3 separate regions of the Zea mays genome follow, and all the other regions are linked to region 2. Evidence: chromatin contacts called from public Hi-C data. All regions are on one chromosome and are shown on one strand. Each heading gives the region's core, a stretch centred on a gene start, on an enhancer-like site or on the middle of the called end of the contact. The rest is flanking DNA. Distances are from core to core; before and after follow the strand shown. Region 1 holds the start of LOC100281826 (transcriptional regulatory protein algP). Region 2 holds the start of LOC107275219. Region 3 holds the start of LOC100283616.

The links. A called contact is a pair of places that touch in the nucleus more often than the background predicts.
Region 1: a contact with region 2 is called in a Hi-C map of ear, with 2.5 times the contacts expected there. The contact joins the promoter of LOC100281826 here to the promoter of LOC107275219 in region 2. A contact is called at or near these places in 4 of 25 Hi-C or Micro-C datasets (ear, endosperm, leaf and 1 more).
Region 3: a Hi-C map of ear shows a contact between it and region 2, with 2.9 times the contacts expected there. The contact joins the promoter of LOC100283616 here to the promoter of LOC107275219 in region 2. A contact is called at or near these places in 12 of 25 Hi-C or Micro-C datasets (bundle sheath, ear, endosperm and 4 more) and 1 of 3 datasets of contacts at active chromatin or transcription factors (leaf).

The regions. Positions count from the first base shown.
Region 1 is chr1:76,770,704-76,774,329 of Zm-B73-REFERENCE-NAM-5.0, forward strand. LOC100281826 (transcriptional regulatory protein algP) reads left to right here and starts at 1,296. Exons shown (of 2, transcript NM_001154746.2): 1 at 1,296-1,979; 2 at 2,168-2,506. The coding sequence starts at 1,389. The coding sequence ends at 2,254.
Region 2 is chr1:76,609,091-76,612,999 of Zm-B73-REFERENCE-NAM-5.0, forward strand. LOC107275219 reads left to right here and starts at 1,710. Exons shown (of 3, transcript NM_001320450.1): 1 at 1,710-2,245; 2 at 2,343-2,444; 3 at 2,537-3,909. The coding sequence starts at 1,899.
Region 3 is chr1:76,379,298-76,383,075 of Zm-B73-REFERENCE-NAM-5.0, forward strand. It overlaps LOC100283616, which reads left to right and starts at 1,656. Exons shown (of 3, transcript NM_001156517.2): 1 at 1,656-1,974; 2 at 3,200-3,488. The coding sequence starts at 3,234.

The sequences.
Region 1 (3,626 bases), core at 46-2,545, 160 kb after region 2:
TAATATGAACGATAACGTTAAACCATGTTTAAACTTGTTACCATTGGTAATTCAGTGTGAATCATTACCGTTGTCATTTACGTTACATTTCGTGAACCAAACGACATCTATAACTTATTATTAGATTAGGTGTAGAAGTCCGGACCTTAGGCATGAAACACTAATACTATATTTCGAATATGCTCTAAAGCTTAGCCCAATGTTGACGACGACACAAAAGGATGACAATGCGTTCAATCAAGCCACGTCGTTGACGTACACGCCGTTATGCGGGGTTGTATGCGTCGACAATCTTGGTAACAAAGGTCCTTTGTGGACGTGAGTGTTGTGCGTTATATTGGGCATATTGCCGTATCGTCGTCGTCGTGGCTACTCGGTCTAGTGTAGACGGCACAAGTCTAAAAATACCTTGGGTGTCAGGCTGTCCGCAGCGGGCGACTGCATGCCCGCGCTACCCGACTTAGCGTAAAAAAAATGCTGCAGCGCAGGACTCTACCCGATACTGCATGCTCTGCGTTACGCCATTTCTAGCGCTCTCTCTCACCTACGCCAAACAGAGGCAGTGCAGCTGCAGCAGCAGAGGTCCACAATCGCTATGAAGTGCACGCAAGCACAGTAGAAAAAATAATATAATATGTGGTAGTTGGTATAGGGTTGGAATATAAAGTAAACATGAGTGCGGAGGATTCTGGTATAGAGTAAAGAATTTTGCTGACCAGGATAGAATATTCTTTTTAGGGTAGAAATTTAGAGTAGTATGAGTGCCTACTCCCACGGTCCTACGTACGCGAACCACACCGACAGGCGAGTACGCGTACACTTGTGCAACAGCCTCCTGGATGCGACACCGTACCCGTCTCAGAAACCACCACACCAAGCGGCAATTACCAGCTGCGATCCATTCCTGGCAAGTGACGTTGATCGGCAGCACGGTGACGTGACGAAGGAAGGAAGGAAGGAAGCACACGCGGCAACGGCTCCGCGAGCCTGACGGACGCATGGAGCGGGCTCGGGCGCTCGGCGTGGCACACAGCCTGCTGGCCTTGCCGTCATTATTTCTTCGCGCAAACCCCGCCGACACTACGCAGCAACGGCTCCCGACACCACCGTACCGAGGCCTTGCCGTGACCTGACCTGACTGCCTCCGCTCCGCGCGCACCTACCGCCCCAACGGCACGCTGCGACCCTGCGACCCTGCGACGTCCGTCCGCCGGCCGGGCCCGTCGCGCTAGCGTAGCGCTCCTTCTCCTTCGAGTGTCCGCCTATTTAACCCGCCCGCCACGCCTCGCCGTGCCACTTCGATTCGCTCCCACGCACACACACTCCTGCCTGCGGTTGCCACTCGCGTAGCACCAGACAGCGGCAGCAGCACGCGCGCGACGTTCGCAATGGCGGCGCGGGCAACCGTCGTCCTCTGCGCCGCGTTCCTCGTCCTGCTCTCCGCCACCAGCTCCCTCGCGCAGTCCCCCGCGGCCGCGCCGGCTAAGGCGCCGCCCAAGTCCTCCTCCAAGGCCACGCCGGCCGCCGCGCCCGCGCCCAAGTCCTCCTCCAAGGCCAGCCCATTGGCGCCGGCCGCCGCGCCAACCACCCCGGCACCCGCGGCGGCGCCGGCCACGCCAAAGCCCAAGGCCCCCGCGCCCGCGCCCGCCACCAAGGCCGCAGCCCCGGCCCCGGCTACCCCTGCTCCCGTCGCCACTCCCCCCGCGGCGACGCCTCCCGCCGCCGAGGCGCCCGTGCCCGCCGCGGCGCCGGCCCCCGAGACCAAGCCCGTCGAGGCCCCCGCCCCCGCCCCCGCGCCGGCCAAGAAGAAGAAGCCGTCGTCCCCCTCCTCCAAGGACAAGAAGAAGAAGAAGGGCGCGTCCGCCCCTGCCCCGGCCGCCGACGCCCCCGTCGCCAAGAAGCCCAGAACCGCCGACGCGCCCACGTCCGCAGCCGAGGCTCCCGGGCCCAGCGGCGACGCCGCCGCTGCCGACACCGCGGTACGCTTGCTCGCCACATTTTACAGTACTACCGTTCCTCGACCTCAATTACATTGATGTGGTGTGGCGAACATAAATTACCCTGCTCTTCTGTTTATCAGCTGTGGCAGGGAGAGAAAAAAGAACGGTTTACTGACTTGCTTAACGCTGTGAAATGAAAAAAAAAACTGTTTGTGTTTCCCGTGCAGAGGGCCGCAGCGAGGAGGACACCGGCGGGCGTGATCGCGTCGTCGGCCGTCGCGGTGCTGCTGGGTGCGGCGGCCCTGCTCGCCTAGATAAGATCCCCGGATGCCACCATCACAGGATTTGATGCCCTTTTCCTGCTTTTACTTTTTCTTTCGCTATTTTGTGGAAAAAAGGGGTTTTCTTCTGTGTAGTAGAGTAGTACCGTAGCAGTAGACTAGTAGGGCGGATGATTTCTTCTGCTTCCAGAGATGATACGAGAGAGAGAGTGGTTAGAGTAGAGAGGGGACTGCCCGTGTAATGTTCAGATTTATCTACATATTTATATATCCCTGTTATAGCTCCGTTCCCGCGTAACTTACACATCGTTTATTACTTGCGAAAACATGTCAGTGCACATTAGTCTCTTGTGCACGTATATTGCACAACAACTAACAAAGTTCATAAAAAAATTCATACATATTCTCATCCAATTATATAAAAAATTTTAAATTCAAATTCATATTATATAAAGAGTAATAAAGAAGATAAAATTTCTGATAAGTTTAAATTAGAAAATCGTCTAAAATATTCTCTATTTTAGTATAATGAATTTGAACTTGCACTTTTGTATATAATTAGAGTAGGGTAGAAATGTATGAAACATTTTTAGAACTTTTTATGTGCAACCTATGTGCGCAAAAAGCTCATGTGCACCGAATATGTTCCTGTTGAGCACCAAAAGTGGCGGATGATCCGACCCTTGGGGCCTATACAGTCCGCGTGCCCCGCAATTAGATTAACTCGGGTGTTTATCCTTATTTTGTGCGTGGTTATCCATCTAATCACGTGGGAGTTGTTGGCCTCTAGGAATAGACCCAGACCTCCTCCCCTATAAATATAAAGGGGTACGGTCGATTGAGAACCCCCGAACACATTTCAATCGAACCAATTACTTTATTTACATTTCCTGCTCTAGGAGTATAGCCTTCTGCATAACCACCTCCACCCCTATTCGACTCTACGTCGTCTAGATCCGTCCTGGGGTGGTCTGTCGACCCCCAGACGACCCTATGATCTTTACCCCTCCTGAGGGGCAAGATCTACTTCGTCTACTTCAATCAAGATCTATTCCTCGAATTGATCTCTTAATTTTTAGGCGACTCTACGTCGTCCGGAGACGCTCCGGGTGACCTGCTGACCCGGAGCACCATAAAGTCTCTCCCCCAGGGGACGAGATCTAGGTCATACGAGGAGAAGAAGATGACCCTGCACCATCGTGGACCGTCCGGTCCAGAGTTCGGACCGTCTGGACTGCGCGCAGGGAAGGCGCCGCTTCTGCCGCCAGGTTACGGACCGTCTGGCCCAGAGCCGTGGACTGTCCATGCCCCCGCAGCGAGCACTGCCAGACGACTGGGCAACCCATCGCAGACCACCGCCATTGTTCACCTCGCGGAGCCAAACCTGCTCATCACGAGAAGGCCC
Region 2 (3,909 bases), core at 460-2,959:
GCTCCGGCGTACCAGCATGCATGCCGGGCCGCCGATAACCGCAACGTGGGCACATGCGGCCGGCCGGGGGAGCCGCCGGCCGTAGCCCGTATAGCAGAGCTCTCTGCTCATTCACATGGCCAGGCTGCGTAAACCTGAGCTTAATCTTTATCTAACCGCCCACCCAAATAACAATCACACAGCGAATCTAATCTAGCTAACGTCTCCACAATTAATGACGACCCAAACACACACCGCGACGGTCGTCGCGCTAGCTGTGTGTTCTCCTTACTGTGTTTTCTGTGTGGTGTGATGCTCCGTATATATATATGTAGCCGGCGACGCCATGTGAGTGAGGCACAACACTGGCACACTGCACGATACGGCATGACCTGGCTGCCGGCGCCCGTGGAGGAGGTGACCCCGTACCGTACGGGTACGGGTACGGCCACACCGTGGATCGGAAGAGATCATCGAACCGGCCGGCCGGCGGGCACGCGAGCGACGTACGTGCAGCAGCTGCCGGTCTGCCGCCCACCAGTCTCGTGCAAACGTACGATCCTGTTACATGCATGACACTGTCTCGGTGCAGTGGCGGTGCGCTCCCCCAGCTAGCTGATGAATCCCACTCGCCCTGTACTGCAAAAAGGATAGAGAGCAGCAGATCTCTGCCATCCGTTGCCTTTGCCGCGCTAAATACGGCCGGACAAACTAAAGCGCATCGCCGAAAAGGAAAAGCGAAACAGAAATACGTAGTACACGCTAAACAAAAGAACAAAGGCGCGCGGCAGGCAGCAGCGGACAGTGGACACTCCCCCCAGTCCCCACAGTCCCACTGCTCCGGCGCGGGCGGCCTCGGTTCGCAGCGCGCGAAGCAAGGATTATTTGGTGGTCTCTGCGTGTGTGCTGTTGCGATTTGTCCGTGCGGCGGTCTGCTGCTGGCTGCTTCTCGCGTCGACGGGCGGCGGCGGCGAGCTAGGCGGAGTAGTGGAGGACATGTTCCTGTCGACGGCTAGGCTTTTGAGAAACTGCAGACAGCCGGGGCCGGGTCGTGACCGTGGACCGTCGAGAGAGCCGTTTGCACACAATAACGGACCTGCCAAGTGCCATGCCATTCCGCACTGCTGTTTCTCCTCTTCTGGAATATAGAGAGAGTAGAGTACACAGCGCCAGCAGCACAGCCGGAGCCGACTAGCTAGTCATCATGGCCCTACGGATGGGGCTAGCTTCTGCTCCGCTGTACGCCACTCCGCTGCACACTGCGCCTGAACACGTCCCATGTTATCCGGGCGGCACGAGATAAACGCGCAGGAGGCGCGCGGCAGAAGCGAAGAACTAGGCGAGGCGAGCCAGGAGCACAGCGCGCGCACAGGCACAGGCACAGGCACAATGCATGGTCAATGGAAGCCCTTGCCCTCCGCCGCCCGGCCCGCGAACACCTACCTAGGTCTGGGAGGAGATCGCGCGCGCTGCCTGCCTGCCGAGCGCGTGAAGCGCGCCGCATCGCCGGTCGTGGCTCCCGTCCTCCTCCCGGCGGACGCGAGACGCAGCAAGGCCGTGACCTGTCCGGGCCCGACGTGGCCGGGCTTGCCGGGCTGTTGCCCACCTCCCGACGCGACACGGGTCCCCACCCTGCCGCCCCCGGACCCGACACTCCTCGCCGTCACCCCCGTGCCCTCCGCCTCCGCCCCGACTATATAAACCGCCCTCCTCCGCTCCCACCTTCCTCCATCCACACCCATCCTTCCATCCACCATCAGGTCAGGGCATCACACTTCACACAACAACAACAACTCCTCCTCCTCCTCCACCATCAGGGATCGTCTCCACCGCTTGGCTCAACCAACTCCTCTGCTCCTGTTCAATCGACCCCACCTCTCTCGCTCCTATTCCACCGGGATCCCATTTCCATCCGGACGATGGCGGTGATGACCGACATGCCCGCGGCCACGGCGCTGCGCGCGCCGGCGCCGGCCCCGGCGGGCTGCGACGGTCAAAAGGACGCCGAGAAGCTGAGGTTCATCGAGGAGATGACCTCCGACGTCGACGCCGTGCAGGAGCGCGTCCTGGCCGAGATCCTGGCCAGGAACGCCGGGACCGAGTACCTCGCCCGCTGCGGCCTCGCCGGCGCCACGGACCGCGCCGCCTTCCGCGCCAAGGTGCCCGTCGTCACCTACGAGGACCTGCAGCCCGACATCCAGCGCATCGCCAACGGGGACCGCTCGCCCATCCTCTCCGCGCATCCCATCTCCGAGTTCCTCACCAGGTACGCGCATTTTTTTTATTCATTGGGATTTCTGCCTGTGTTAGGTGTTGACGTCGCCTTGTATAATTGGATTCGATCGCTTCCATTCCTAATGAAGCTCTGGGACTTCGGCCGGCGAGCGCAAGCTGATGCCAACTATCAAGGAGGAGCTCGACCGGCGCCAGCTGCTGTACAGCCTCCTTATGCCCGTCATGAACCTGTAATAAGCTCACCATTGCTACTCGTCAGCCAGTAGCGAATTATACTCGCACGGAGGGATGGCATGATGATAATTCGACGTGACACACACAGGTACCTGCCGGGGCTGGACAAGGGCAAGGCGCTCTACTTCCTGTTCGTCAAGTCGGAGACGACGACGCCCGGCGGGCTGACGGCGCGGCCCGTGCTGACGAGCTACTACAAGAGCGAGCACTTCAAGAACCGGCCGTTCGACCCGTACCACGACTACACGAGCCCCACGGCGGCCATCCTGTGCGCCGACGCGTTCCAGAGCATGTACGCGCAGATGGTGTGCGGGCTGTGCCAGCGCCACGACGTGCTCCGCGTGGGCGCCGTCTTCGCGTCGGGCCTGCTGCGCGCCATCCGCTTCCTGCAGCTGCACTGGGAGCAGCTCGCCGACGACATCGAGTCCGGGTCGCTGACCCCGCGCGTGGCCGACCCGTCCGTCCGGGACGCCGTCGCGCGCGTGCTCCGCGGGGACCCGGAGCTGGCGCGCTTCGTCCGCGCCGAGTGCTCCCGCGGCGACTGGGCGGGCATCGTCACCCGCGTGTGGCCCAACACCCGGTACCTGGACGTGATCGTCACCGGCGCGATGCAGCAGTACATCCCCACCCTGGAGTACTACAGCGGCGGCCTCCCCATGGCGTGCACAATGTACGCCTCCTCCGAGTGCTACTTCGGGCTGAACCTCCGGCCCATGTGCCGCCCGTCGGAGGTGTGCTACACCATCATGCCCAACATGGGCTACTTCGAGTTCCTCCCCGTGGACGAGGCGAGCGGCGTGGCCCCCGGCGACGCGGCGCAGCTGGTGGACCTGGCCCGCGTGGAGGCCGGGCGCGAGTACGAGCTGGTGATCACCACGTACGCGGGGCTGTACCGGTACCGCGTCGGCGACATCCTGCGCGTGGCCGGCTTCCACAACGCGGCGCCGCAGTTCCGGTTCGTGCGCCGCAAGAACGTGCTGCTGTCCATCGAGTCCGACAAGACCGACGAGGCGGAGCTGCAGCGCGCCGTGGACCGCGCGTCGGCGCTGCTCCGCGCGCGCTGCGGCGGCGGCGCGGCGGTGGTGGAGTACACGAGCCACGCCTGCACCCGCAGCATCCCGGGCCACTACGTCATCTACTGGGAGCTGCTGGCCACCACCAAGGCCAGCAAGCAGGGGGCGGCGCAGGCCGTGGCGGGCGACGTGCTGGAGCGCTGCTGCCTGGAGATGGAGGAGGCGCTCAACTCGGTGTATCGACAGAGCCGCGTGGCGGACGGATCCATCGGGCCGCTGGAGATCCGGGTGGTCCGGTCGGGCACGTTCGAGGAGCTCATGGACTACGCCATTTCCCGCGGCGCGTCCATCAACCAGTACAAGGTGCCCCGCTGCGTCTCCTTCCCGCCCATCGTGGAGCTGCTCGACTCCCGCGTCGTGTCGCGCCACTTCAGCCCGGCGCCGCCGC
Region 3 (3,778 bases), core at 406-2,905, 230 kb before region 2:
AGGAGGGTGCACTTTAACTTTAAATTTATTTTTTGTGGAAAGAGTCTATCATCAATATAATTGTTGTACCCAACACTTGAGCATTGTACTATTCTCTACTATACTTAAAGCACCAGTTTCAACGGTCGTCCTGCGTCATATTTTTACAAAAAAAGACCTATATTTTTTTCCAAATCAATTCAGCGTAAAATGTTAAAAATCGGTGAAGGAGGTGAGGTTTTAACCCACACACTGATGGAAAAGGGTGGGATACAATGGACAAAGCTGTCTAACCAGTAGAACACTATGCTCAAATATTTATAATATTGAATATAAATTGTATATATGTATATATGATTTTTTGTAAAACAAAAAAATAATTGTATCGGGCCGGGCTAGCACTACGGGCCGAGGTTACGGCCTAAGCACCGCACGACGCTCGTGACGGGTTGGCCCAGACACTATTAAATGGGTCGTACCTTGGGACGGCTCGCCAGACATGGCCCATTTGGCCATCTATACATCCGCACGATAATGACGATCCTCGCCTCAGTTGCCACCACCTGTTCGCCATTCTACTTCTTTTCTCTCTCCCCTCATGCCTTCACCTCCGCGCCACCCCATTCTCGGCAGAGGGCGTAGGAGCAGGTGTTTCCTCCCCGTATTCGTCCGACACCAGCCCCGACACTGACTTGCGCAGTGGCTATTGCATGTCCACGAGGATGTTTCACATCATACACACACCATCGTTTTCGCCGTCGTCGGACGTCCCGTTCGTCTTCCTGGCCTTCGTCCTGTTCTTCCTCCCCAACCTGCTGCCCCCGCCCACGGTCGCAGTCGCGAGCCGACCGATGATCATCGACGCGGGTACGGGGCGAGTTGGTCATGCTCCTAACCTTTTTCCGTGTGTGTCGTCGAGGAGGATATGGTGGCGCCTGCCACACTTAGGTTATCTTGGCGACGAGGAGTCCAGGTCTGAGATATTGGACAACTAAGTTCCGTAGCGTGGCAGCAATCGACATATGCTACAGAGTTGGTGGTGGTGTTGTGTCACTTCGGCGGATTCAGGGCTGACAAGATACTCGCATTCTCTCGCCCTTCTCGAACTGACGCCTGGTGCGGGTACCTCTCGGTTTGGAGCTGCTCCGGCTTGGCTTCTTTCTCCGCTTGCGTGCTCTCTCCCTATATATCTAGCAGTATACTACCTTTGTCGCCTCTAGATGCCCAGGTCTTTGTCGTGTCCTTCTCCGGCAATAAACAGGTATGCCCGCCTCTTCCTTTCCACTCGTGCTCTACGAAACCTTGGAAGTGGGGAAGGCGAGAGATATGGGGGTTTCTAATTTGCTGCCTATGGTACATGTGCGTTAATAAAAAACATTATGCGAAGAACGGAGACAATTAATAAAAAATCTTGAGATCTTTTTGGTGGATAATTTACATGATTATTTTGTGAGCCGTCGAAACGCATAGTTAACCAACTAGTATTTATTAATGGAGTTCTATTTAGCGAACGCATTTGCTAAGTATAGAATTCAATATTGTGTTGTATTTCATTCGTTATAGCCCACCAGTAGGAAAAAAAGGTCCTTAGGCCTGTTTGATTGTGCCTTCACTGGAGCTGCGTGGCCCAGATAACAATCCCAGGCGACAAATTTTGGGTTTCTGGGAGGCCACCCGACACCCTTCCTCTCGTCGCCCACGGCCCACCTCACAGTCACGGACGCCTTCGCGGTGAGCCGCGACGGCTCCCTAACGTAAACGCCGGCGGCGCGCGCGGAAAGCTGCACGGCAGCACGGGCGCGGCCTCGTCTCCGCGCCTGGGCTGCAAGGGCGGCGGCTCGGCGCGGTGGGAGGCGGGGGGCGGCCATCCGGTCAGGTCCAGCCCAGGACTCCAGGTGACCAGGTCGGCAGGTCCGCGCTCCGCAACGGTTCTGGCGTTCTGCGGCTGAGTACAGACGACAGAGGAATTGGGGATTTACATTAGCGATTTACAAGGTGCGTTGTTCACTTGTTCTGTTGTTTATGCAGATGCAATTTGCAACTAGAAGTTTAGAACCTATAGATTCGTTTTTTCCCCTTCTGTGGGAGTGGGAATACCCAAGGTTAAAATCCTGGCTCTGCACTGTGTGCTCTGTGCCCTTGTCTGTATGATAAATGAATTTGGAGACAAGGACAAGTGTTCAGTGCACGAGCTATGTGAGGAATGCGTTCAACTCGTAGACATTTGCTGTCTATTTAGGAAATTATAGTTGAACAATAGATTTGGACACTACTAAAGTGGAACGGATTTGGCTCTGACTGGTTCATTAAATATAATATAGTACGTGCATTCTGTTCTTCCCTTTATTACTTTATATAATTCGGTTCGTGTGTTCAGAGGTTTTGGAAACTATAATGCCTAAGTACATCAAGTTCTACTTATAATCTAGTGGCTAGATTTTTCATTACAGTTAATATGCCTTATACCATTGATCCAGTGAACTAGTCGAATGCTGTTTATTTCCCTTTTTGTGTACCTCGAATATATGATCTGTGTATTGGGCTGTTTCATAAACATGTAGCTGATAGCACTAATATTTGATTGATATCTGTGTTAAATTACTGTGTATCTAAAATCACTCATCATTCTAAAAATAAGGCCATGGCAGAATGAGTGTGGATGTACACTGGCTCCCTCTAATGATTTGATAGAAAACACTGGTTGGTTGGTTTTGCAATTAGTTTGTCTAGGCCAAAACCCAATCAGCTCCATGAGCTGAGGTTGAATGTGTGGAAGAATAGCCGTGGGCAGCATGGGCCTAACTTCTTTGATTGGTTCACAAAACAAGTAATGTTTCTGCATACTCTTAATTTCGCGTTAACTTAATGTAGCAATCTGAATACTCCTAAAGCAACCTGTCATTACTGCTATGAACTTTTCAGTGCTTGCAGATTTCTTGATAAAATGATGCTTCAAATATCATTTGGTTTTTGCAACATGGTGACCAGCTAACGGGGTTTTGATGTAAATGGGTATAGATTTTGTTCAGAGGAGCATTAGAGACTGAAATATAGGCTAACCATGGTTAATAGCGGTGTTTGTGTACTTTGTATTGATGAAAACGACATGAGTTTCCACTACAACCAGCTCCTCCCCACTGCCATAGCAACTTGAAGTCTGAAATCTGAATGTGTATATAAACACTAAAATTCATATCCATTATCATTTATTCATGTGCAGGCAACTTGGAAGACAAGCAGGGTTTCATCCCGCAATGTCAGCTCCCAACAGCGATAGCAACATGCAGCAGCTAGTCCCTATAGCACCACCAGGAAAGGCTTCTGGTGGTGACAGTGAGAAGGGGCTGGTTGTGGTGGATCTTGCAGGTAAGAGATCAGGAGGTGTAAAACTACGAGAGGATGAGGAAGACCTGGAGGTGAAGCTCAGGCGCATCATGGAGAATGTCCCTGTGCGTGTCAGTAACACATCAGGGTCCTCTGCTGGCTCTGGCTCTGGTGATTTCCACCAGGTACTCCCCTTCTCTCCGTTCATATGTGTGTGGATACACCAGTTTGGACTTCCTGTGAAGATCTTGGTTTGATGAAAAATTTGCTTGTTCCATTTGATTTTTTTTCGGTTGCAGTAATCATCCCTTGCTTTATAGAAGCTATGATGTGATTTATTTGTCAATTAACACCCGGATGAATTATATTGCTAGGAATGAAAAATGTTGATTTTATTTACCCTCACTTAAAATTAGCTGATTAAACTACTTAACCCTTTTGTTACAAAATTCAATCTCAGCAAATACCTAGGCAG